2 separate regions of the Mus musculus genome follow, and region 1 is linked to region 2. A link is a contact called in public HiChIP or PLAC-seq data. All regions are on one chromosome and are shown on one strand. The core of a region is the stretch at or near the end of the contact, and the rest is flanking DNA. Distances in the headings are between cores, read along the strand shown. Region 1 has its middle 3.1 kb from the start of Gm23470. Region 2 holds the start of 4930572G02Rik (a long non-coding RNA gene).

The links. HiChIP or PLAC-seq counts read pairs in DNA pulled down with a chosen protein or histone mark.
Region 1: an RNA polymerase II HiChIP or PLAC-seq map of embryonic stem cells shows a contact between it and region 2, with 6 times the contacts expected there. The contact joins the enhancer-like site here to the promoter of 4930572G02Rik in region 2. A contact is called at or near these places in 10 of 39 promoter capture datasets (the 3T3-L1 cell line, 3T3-L1-derived adipocytes, the HPC-7 cell line and 5 more), 1 of 15 datasets of contacts at CTCF or cohesin (embryonic stem cells), 3 of 484 Hi-C or Micro-C datasets (the G1E-ER4 cell line, the N1E-115 cell line and nephron progenitors) and 7 of 115 datasets of contacts at active chromatin or transcription factors (embryonic basal ganglia, embryonic limb bud, embryonic midbrain and 1 more).

What each region holds. Positions count from the first base shown.
Region 1 is chr14:48,996,457-49,001,041 of GRCm38.p6, forward strand. No RefSeq gene overlaps it. Among named protein-coding and RNA genes, the nearest start is that of Gm23470, 3.1 kb to the right of the region's middle. Within about 2 kb of position 2,520, at least 19 of the 459 cell types and tissues checked have an H3K27ac peak or open chromatin away from gene starts, as enhancers often do. A contact at or near this core is called in embryonic stem cells and trophoblast stem cells, where this site is marked.
Region 2 is chr14:48,559,433-48,564,348 of GRCm38.p6, forward strand. It overlaps 4930572G02Rik (a long non-coding RNA gene), which reads left to right and starts at 1,362. Exons shown (of 3, transcript XR_874606.2): 1 at 1,362-1,425; 2 at 3,057-3,682. It also overlaps a transcript of Tmem260 not described here.

The DNA of each region.
Region 1 (4,585 bases), core at 1,270-3,769, 440 kb after region 2:
CTAATGACTTAATAGCACATCTGAAAGCTCTAGAAGAAAAAGAAGAAACCATACCCCAAGAGAGTAGATGACAAAAAATAATCAAACAGGGCAAAGTAAATAGAAATGACGATAACAACAAAACAATCCCCCCCAAAAAATCAATGAAACAAAGAAATGGTTCTTTGGGAAAAAATCAATACAATTGACAGCCTCAGCCAAATTAACCAAAAGACAGGGAGGAAAGCTCCACCTAACCTTAGAGATGAAAGGGAACATAACAACAGACACCAAGGAAAGCCAGAGAATCTTAAGAATATACTTTGAAATCCTGTACTCTACCAAATTGGAAAATCTGAAAGAAATGGATAATTTTTCTTGTTATTTACCACCTACCAAAATCAAATCAAGACCAACCAACTTAAACAGACCTATAGCCCCTAGTGAAATAGAAGCAGTAATTAAAAATCTACCAAAGAAATACTCCTCAAACTAGTCCACTAAATAGAAACAGAAAGAACATTGCTCAATTTATTTTATGATGCCACAGTTACCCTGATACCCAAAATCACATAAGGACCCAAGAAAAAGAGAATTAAAGACCAATCTTCCTTATGAACATAGATGCAAAAATTCTCAAGAAAATATTAGCAAACCAACAAGAGCACATTAAAAAGATCATCCAACATGATCAAATAGACTTCGTTCCAGAGATCCAGGGATGATTCAACATTTGTAAATCCACAAATCAGCAATCCACCATATAAATAAACTGAAAAACAAAAACCACACGATCATCTCCTTAGATGCAGAAAAGGCTTATGACAAAATCCAACACCCTTTCATGATAAAAGTTCTGGAGAGATTAGAGATACAAGGGACACACCTCAACATAATAAAGGTGATATACATTGAGCCCACAGCCAATATCACCTAAACGGAAATTCAATCCATTTCCTCTAAAATCAGGAGGAAGACAATGTTGTGTACTCTATGTATACCTATTCAGTATGGAACTTAATGTTGTAGCAATAAGACAGCTGAGGAGATCAAGGGGATACAAACTGGAAAGGGGGAAGTCAAAGTAATCAAAGTGTATTTATTTGCAGATGGCATAATAGTATATAGAAGTGACCCCCCCCCAAATTTCTATTAGGAAACTTCTACAGCTGATAAAAACTTTCAGCAAAGTAGCTGGATACAAAGTTAACTCATAAAACAGTAGCCTTCCTATATACAAATAACAGATCAAGAAAGAAGTCAGGGGAATGACACTTTTCATCATAGCCTCAAATAATATATAAAATATCTTGAGGTAACTCTAACCAAGCAAGTGAATGACATGAACGATAAAAACTTTAAGATGTTGAAGAAAGAAACTGAAGATGAAAAGATCTCCCATGTTCATGGATCAGTAGGGATAACACAGTAAAAATGGCCATCCTACCAAAAGCAATCTAGAGATTCAACACAAAATTCCAACACAATTCTTCACGAGACCGTTAAAGGACAATTCTCAGCTTCATACAGAAACACAAAAATACCAAGCATAACTAAAATAATGTTGAGTAGTAAAAGAACTGCTGGAGGTATCACCATTTCCAACCTCAAATTGGACTACAGAGCTATAGTAGTAAAAACAGTGTTATTGCACAGAAACAGACATGTTCATCAATTGGATCTAATTGAAGACCCAGACATAAATCCCCACACCTATAAGCAAGCCCTTGATTTTTGATGAAGAGACCAGGAATACACACTTGGGAGAAAAGACAGCATCTTCAAGCTGAATGGATCCACACAGACCACCTTGCACAAAACTCAACTCCAAATGAATCAAAGACCTCAACATAAAATTAGATGCACTGAGCCTGATAGAAGAGAGAGTGGAAAACTGTTGCAGGGAATATTAAAAAGATTTGGCATGTTCCTGTGCTTGTTCTGGCAACTCTCTGCCCCGGTGGCCCAGCTGGTCATGCACTGGAAGGCAATGTTCGACCTGTTTTTATCTGACTCAGAACTCCACAATCTCTCCACCCAGCTTGCTAGGTTCCCACTGGTGGGTTACTACCACCCCAACTCTGCTTCAAATCCCCCATGGCCTTTGTGGTGCACCTCAGGCAAACCCATGCTTTTGCCTTTCTCTCCTAAACTTGGACTAGCCGCCCCATGAAGGAAAAAGCAGCACAAACTTAGTTCAGAAATGACAGGTAACTCAATTGCTGAGTGCAGCAACTAAAATCCTAATCTTGTAAGCCTTATTAAGTCTAGATCCTCTGGTGGCAAATCCTGATGGATCCATCATTGAAACCAGGAGACACTCGTAGCTACATCTTGTCCTCATGCTATCTCTTCCCCAAAAGATCCTAACTCTCTCCTGCTTCCTCTCTTCCTCTGTCCAACCTGGAAGTCCCTCCTACTTGCCCAGTGATTGGCTCCTTTATTCATTAGTGGATTGGTTCACACGAAGTCACCTGAGTATGACTCACTCTTTGTCCCTCCCAGGAGAGTGGTTTAGCATCAACATACAAATAGCACCAGGCCCTTCCACAACAGGAAACAGCCTTGAACTCATTAGCACAAGAAAAGAACGCGATTAGCACAGGCACTATGGTCAACAACTTGTAAGTAGGATCTCATGACACTGAAACGCTTCTGTAAGGCAAAGAACACCAAGCAGGCACCTACAGAATGGGAGAAATCCCCCCACCCCTCCAACTACACATCTGACAGAGGGCTAATATTGAAAATTTATAAAGAACTAAGAAAAACTAAGCAAACAAACAAACAAAAAACCCTGCATACCAAGAAATCAAATAACCCAATTTTTAAAATGGGGTACAGATCTAAGTAGAGAATTCTCAGAAGAGAAACCTCAAATGGCTGAGTAAACACTTAACAATGTTTAACATTCCTTTTCTTCTCTCTGTCTCTCTCTCGTTTTGTTTTGTTTTGTTTTTTTTGTTTTTTGTTTTTTGAGACAGGCTTTCTCTGTGTAACTATGGCTGTCCTTGAATTCATTATGTGGACCAGGCTGGCCTTGAACTAAGAGATCCTCCTGCTTCTGCTGGGTCTAAAGATGTGTGCTACCACTGCCTGGCTAAACACTCTTAGTTATCAGGGAAAGGCAAATCTAAATTTTATCTTATAATTGTCAGAATGGCCAAATTCAATAGCTCGTGCTGGCAAGGATGTGGAATGAAGGGAACACTTGTCCATTGCTGGTGAGTGTGCAAACTTGTACAGCCACTATGGAAATCAGTGTAGTGGTTCCTCAAGAGGATGGGAATTGCTCTACCTCAAGACCTGGCTCTACTACTCTCAGACATATACCCAAAGGATAAGATGCCTCGTCCTCCCACAGAGACACTTGCTCAACCATGTTCATTGTGTTGTTCTAGTCATAACAGCCAGAAATTGGAAGTAACCTAGATGTCCCCCTCAATAGATGAATGGATAAAGAAAATGTGGTACATTTACAAATGACATATTGTTCAGTTGCTAAAAAAAATCATGAAATTTGCAGATAAATATGGATGGAACTAGAAAAAAATGCCCTTTAGTGATCCAGAAACAAAACTATGGTATGGATTCATTTATATGTGGATATTTGCTGCTAAGTTTTTGATGACCAAGTTATAACCTACAGAACTGCAGATGTTCTACTGGGGGTGATCTTTCTAGGAAAGAGAAATAGGCTAAATAGTTAGGAACTGATGTGGTGGGTAGGGACTGGAATGGGAAGATCAAGCAGGAAGGTGAAGAGAATACAGGGAGAGACAGCCAAATTGAAGGGGCCATCTTATGGGTGGTTATTGTAATCTACTACAGTGGAAGCTCCCTGAAATACATTTTATGTATGTTAGGAGATCTAGCTAAAATCACCAAATAACAGGGGAGACAGAGCCCCAACTGGCTATCTCTTGTTACCAAATGAACCTTCCAGAACTAGGTTTGGCTTACATCTAATTAAATTGTTGGCCAAAGGAGTTCCACAGGAATTGGGTTCCCCAAACAACCCACGCTGTTGCCCAGGCTGTAGATTGCTCTTCACAAACTGAGAGCAAGACCCTATTTCTGAAGACAGCAACTACACAACTCACTGAACACAGAGAAGTTGAGCTGGTGCCTACCTAGAACTTCATCTAGAGCTTCTTGGTACCGGGAGATACTCTGCACACTACCAAAAGAGAAACATAAACACCAAGCCAGCCACAAACCCTTTATCTATAATGATGTCCTGACTGCAAGATAGATACACTAGTGCAATGGTGGCCACAACATTGTGGGAATAGCTAACCAATAACTGATTTGACTTAAGGCCCATTCTATGAGATGGAGTCCATACCCAGTGCTTCTTGGGTAACCAAGAACCTGAGACTAGATAGCCCAGGGACCCAGGGTAAAACCAAATACTACTGCTCTGTTAATGGAATGTAGCAATAAAATGACTCCTGTTGACATTCTGCCACACATAGGTCAGAGACTTGCTCAGACACTACCTGAGCAGCTTCCTCCTGTAATGGATGGGACAGAGACCCACAGAAGGACAATATGCAGAGTGAGAGACCTTGGGACACTCGTTCTAAATGGGATGAGTCCATCA
Region 2 (4,916 bases), core at 112-2,611:
CTTGGATGAAGGAAGATTCAGCTGGAGCCAGGACGTACAGATGCCCACCATCCATCTTGAGATGCCTGAGATTTCATTGTGGACAGAGTGTGTTCTAAGTGAAATTCGAAAGTCATCTACCTGCAGCTGTGTTTAAAGCCCAGAAGCACTCGCAGGCCAGCAAAATGCAGATGCAACGCAAAACCTAGCCAGTCAGCTAATAGACCCTGGAGGACTGGAACACAGAATGCACTCACTAAAGGAGATGAGGCAGTCACAAGGAAATGATAGAAATCGAGGAGACAGAAAGCAAGAGAGGGACTGTCAGATCCTGAGCGGGATTCCTCCATGAAGCAGAGGAGGCGACAATACCTGATGTCAATGAAGAGGCCAGGAGAGCTGGGTAGTCACAGAAGGGCCAAAAGATAACATGAGAGAGGTGGAGGCCAGGGCCCAAGGCAGGGGCCAATGCTCTCCAAATCTGACCTGGCTTCCATGTCCTTCTCTGCCTCCCTGCCTTCTCTCCCAGGTCCCTGCAGTGTGGGTGTTCAGACACACGTGTTCCCTTCCTGTGACTGAGGAAGAAGATGGGTGGAGCAATGCCCTCTGCTGGAGCGATGCCTCATACTGCGTGGACAGATGTGTGTGGGTGACCTAGCTGCCTGCCTTTTGTTCTCCGGTCTCTCACCCTGTTATTTCTTCAACTCCCAACCACCGCACAGTTTTTTGTACTCATGCGGCATTCTTAACCTCTGACTTGAGTTTTGAGTGGTGTGGAAAACAAAGGAAGAAGTGGGAGGTGGTGATGGTCTGTGACATCACGGCCTCATTCTGATCTCACAATCTCATAGTTACAGGACATTTCCTCTACCCTCCCTGCCTGGTATTTGAAAAACTGAAATCACCTCTACTTAGTGGGTTGGAGAATGAAAATGAGATGGAGTTGCTTTGTAAAGTGTCCGGCCTGTTCTGCGTGTGCCAGGAAAGGTTGTTCCTAGCTGGGCATGGTGGTGCACGCCTTTAATCCCAGCACTTGGGAGGCAGAGGCAGGTGGATTTCTGAGTTCGAGGCCAGCATGGTCTACAGAGTGAGTGCCAGGACAGCCAGGGCTACCCCCCCCCCAAAAAAAAAAAAAAAAAAAAAAAAAAAGAAAGGTTGTTCCTCTAAGACAGGTCTCGTCCCTGACAATGGCCTTGCTGGAACTTCCTTGCTTTTAGGGGCAGAGAATGGGTCTTCCTGTAATGATTCATGGTGTGATAACCTAATGTGTGAAGAAGGGCAAGCTTGGAGTGCTGTGACAGATTCAAATGATGACACTCAATGCTCAGTGAATGAAGACACAGATGGGGGTGGGGGTGGGGAAGTGGGGGCGGGGGCGTGTTGTAAGAAAGCCTCAAAGTGCAGCAGGCTTGGTTTCTGTCGAAGCTGCCTGAATGGTGTGTGCAGGTGGGTTTGCTCTTTGCTCCTGTACTTCCTTTAGAAAACAAAACAAAACAAAAATTTTCTTATCTATCTATATCTATCTATCTATGTTTCAAGACAGGGTTTCTGGGTGTAGCATTGGCTGTCCTAGAACTAGCTCTGTAGACCAGGTTGGCCTCAAACTCACCCACCTGCGTCTGCTGGGATTAAAGGCATACACCATCACCCCCCAGCTAAAAACCCTGTATCTTGCTTTTTTTTTTTTAAGTATCTTTAGTTCCAAATTTCCTTAGTTTTCCCAGCATCCACCCCCCACTCCCACCCACCCCCTTGTGAGTGTTTTAATGATTATGCATGAACCCTCCTACTTCATGGGCTCCCCCTCTGTGATGGTTTGTATATTCTTGGACCAGGGAGTGGCACCATTTGGAGGTGTGGCCTTGTTGGAATAGGTGTGACCTGGTTGGAGTATGTGTGCCACTGTGGGTGTGGGCTTAAGACTCTCACCCCAGTTGCCTGGGAAGTCAGTCTTCCACTAGCAGCCTTTGGATGAAGATGTAGAACTCTCAGCTCTGCCTGCGCCATGCCTGACTGGATACTGCCATGCTTCCACCTTGATGATAATGGACTGAACATCTGAACCTGTAAGCCAGCCCCAATTAAATGTTGGTTTTTTGACTTGCCTTGGTCATGGTGTCTGTTCACAGCAGTAAAACCCTAACTAAGACACCCTCCTTTCTTCCTTTCTTTCTCTAGAGCTTTCTACATTGTATAGAGGTGTTCCTCTCTGCCTGTGTGCGTTCCGTGAGTGCTCAGGGAAAATCTGGGCACCACATAAGTCGGAGGATATGCTACCAAGATCAAGGTTGTGTTGTTTCTCACCCAGAAGCCTTAACCGTGTGCTTGGGGTGGGCTTCCTCCCAGAAGTGATTGTGAGGATGTAGAGACCAGTTCACCCAGGCAAGGTAGCTGTAATCCCAGCATTCAGGCGGCTGGGACAAGAGGACTCTGAGTCTGAGACCAGCCTGAATTACAGACTTAGTTCCATATTAGCCCCAGCTACAAATCAAAACCTGCCTCAGAAATCTGCTGGCCTCTGAACTCGCCCCAGAAAATGTGGGGATGTGGAGAGGGGAGCTCAACTTTGGTATGAGTTACCTAGATAAAAACTGGTATAAAGGACTGATTCAGAGTCTGTCAAACGGACCAGGACAATGGCGGGAGGGCGGAAAGAAAGAGAGAGATCGCCTGCTAGTCCTACTCTTTGTCACACTTCTGTATTTAGCAAATATTCACACAAAGGCAGGAGAGAGTGAATGTAAGTAAGGTGTAATAAGGAAAACCCATGTGTTAGGGTGTCCATCCCTGTGAAGAGACACCGTGACCAAGGCAAGCCTTACAAAGGCAAACATTTGATTGGGTCCGGCTTACAGTTTTAGAGATTCAGTCCATGATCATCATGGTGGGAAGCATGGCAGTGTGCGGGCAGACTTGGTGCTGGATCTGAAGGAAGCCAGGAGAGTAGATTCCACACCGAGCGGATCCTGCGTATAGGAGACCTCAAAGCCTGTGTAGAGTGATGCACTTCCTTCAAAGGGGCCACATCTCCTAATAGTGTCCTTCTTCCTCCCACGGTGTGACCTCTCATACTTCAGAAGAACTGAAAGGCCTGAAAACTGAGGTGCCCACAGGATGGAAGGGCTCGCCTGTGCAAGTGATGGCACAATCTTTGAGCAGCATCCAAGATTTGTTCTCTTCCTTTGGTTCAGAGAAGAGCCAAGTCTTCTGCAGTTTGATGTGGAGACAGGAGCTTTCCTGCGGCCAAGCCAACCTTCCTCCCCTGCCGGTCCCCACTAAGGAACCGGTGTAAAGAATCCCTTTGCCAAGTGCATTCACTGGCAGAGTTCTGAAAGCTGTGGTCTCAATGCCACAGAGTGTTAATAACTTTATACTTATTAATTAATCTCAGAGGCAAGAGTTGTCCTGCCCACTGAAGACGGCACCAAAGGAATGAAGATTGTTCAGGGGTCTTGCATAGATCAATGACCAAGCAAGTGACAGAAGATGTTGGGCTCAAAACACCAGAACACATTCAGTCATCAGCCTGTCTCTGTGCTCTCTCTTCCCATCCAGCCAATGAGGAAACAGAACAGAATATGGCTTGCTGGGCCATCCAGCTCTTCACAGATCAATCCCAATCCTACTACAAATGGTGTCCTTACCAAAACCAGCCAGAAGAGCACATGTGACCAGGAAGCCCCAGTGACTGGACATGCTCAGGGTAATGATATGATTGAGGTTTATATTCAACATTCATGGAATCAGATGAAAACCCAAGTGGGACCCATTCCTTGCCCCACCTCCTTTTCTCTTTGAGCATTGGGAATTGAACCTAGGACTTTATGCATTTGAGGCAAACACTTTAATATTGAACTGTATCCCCAGCTCTCTTTCTGCTTTTTATTTTGAGACAGGGTCTCAGTAAGTTACCCATGCTAGCCTTAAATTTATTCTCTAGCCCAGGCAGGCCTTGAACCTGTGACCTACCTTCCCTCCTTCCTCCGTCTCTCCCTCCCTCCCTCCCTCCCTTCCTTCCTCCCTCCCTCCCTCCCTCCCTCCCTCCCTCCCTCCCTCCCTCTTGCTCCCTCCCTTCCTCCCTCCTACCTTCCTCCCTTCCTCCCTTGCCTCCCTCCCTTCCTTCCTTCCTTCTTCCCTCACTCCCTCCCTTGCCTCCCTCCCTCGCCTCCCTCCCTCCCTCCCTCCTTCCCTCCTCCCAGACAGCCAGGGATCTCCTGTGATAGCATGCTCAGCTTGCTTGAGTATATTTTACTTTATTTTATGTGCATGGGTGTTTTATCTGGATATCACTGACCCATGGTGACAGGTGTCAGTTCTCCTGGGATCACAGACAGTTGTGAGCTGCTGTGTGGGTTCTGGGAAAATGAACCCTAGTCCTTCAGAAAAGAAGGCAGCCAGTGCTCTTAACCATTTAGCCATCTCTTCAGGCCTGAAAAACTCTTACCTTCTTATTTTTAACACTGGCAGTGTAAAAGTAACTTTTATTCGTCTGATGTAATTGTCTGCTCCACTACTTACTCCTCTATCTGCTAACCTAGGCCTAGTCCTGGAAACTTCTAGTCTCCATACAATCTTATCTAGGCCTAGAATGTTTTCAGCGCCTGAGACTTACTGCTGAATAAGCTCACCCCTTCCTAGTTCTTTCTGATCTCTGGCTGGCTGGTCAACTCAGATGTTCTGGCTCAAACTCCTTTCCAAGGAGATTGATTCAATCTGGCTTCTCTCTGCTTCTCCTGAATTGCTCTGCTTGGCCTCATATTACCTTTGGCAATCTGTTCTAACCTTCTGGCTCCTTCTCATTCTCTTTCTGTCTTCACCTGTCTTTGTACAACTGTCCCAGTAAAAATGCCCTCTCTCCTTTTCTTTCTCTGCATTCTCTCTCTCTCTCTCTCTCTCTCTCTCTCTCTCTCTCTCTCTCTCTCTCTCATAGCCTCTAT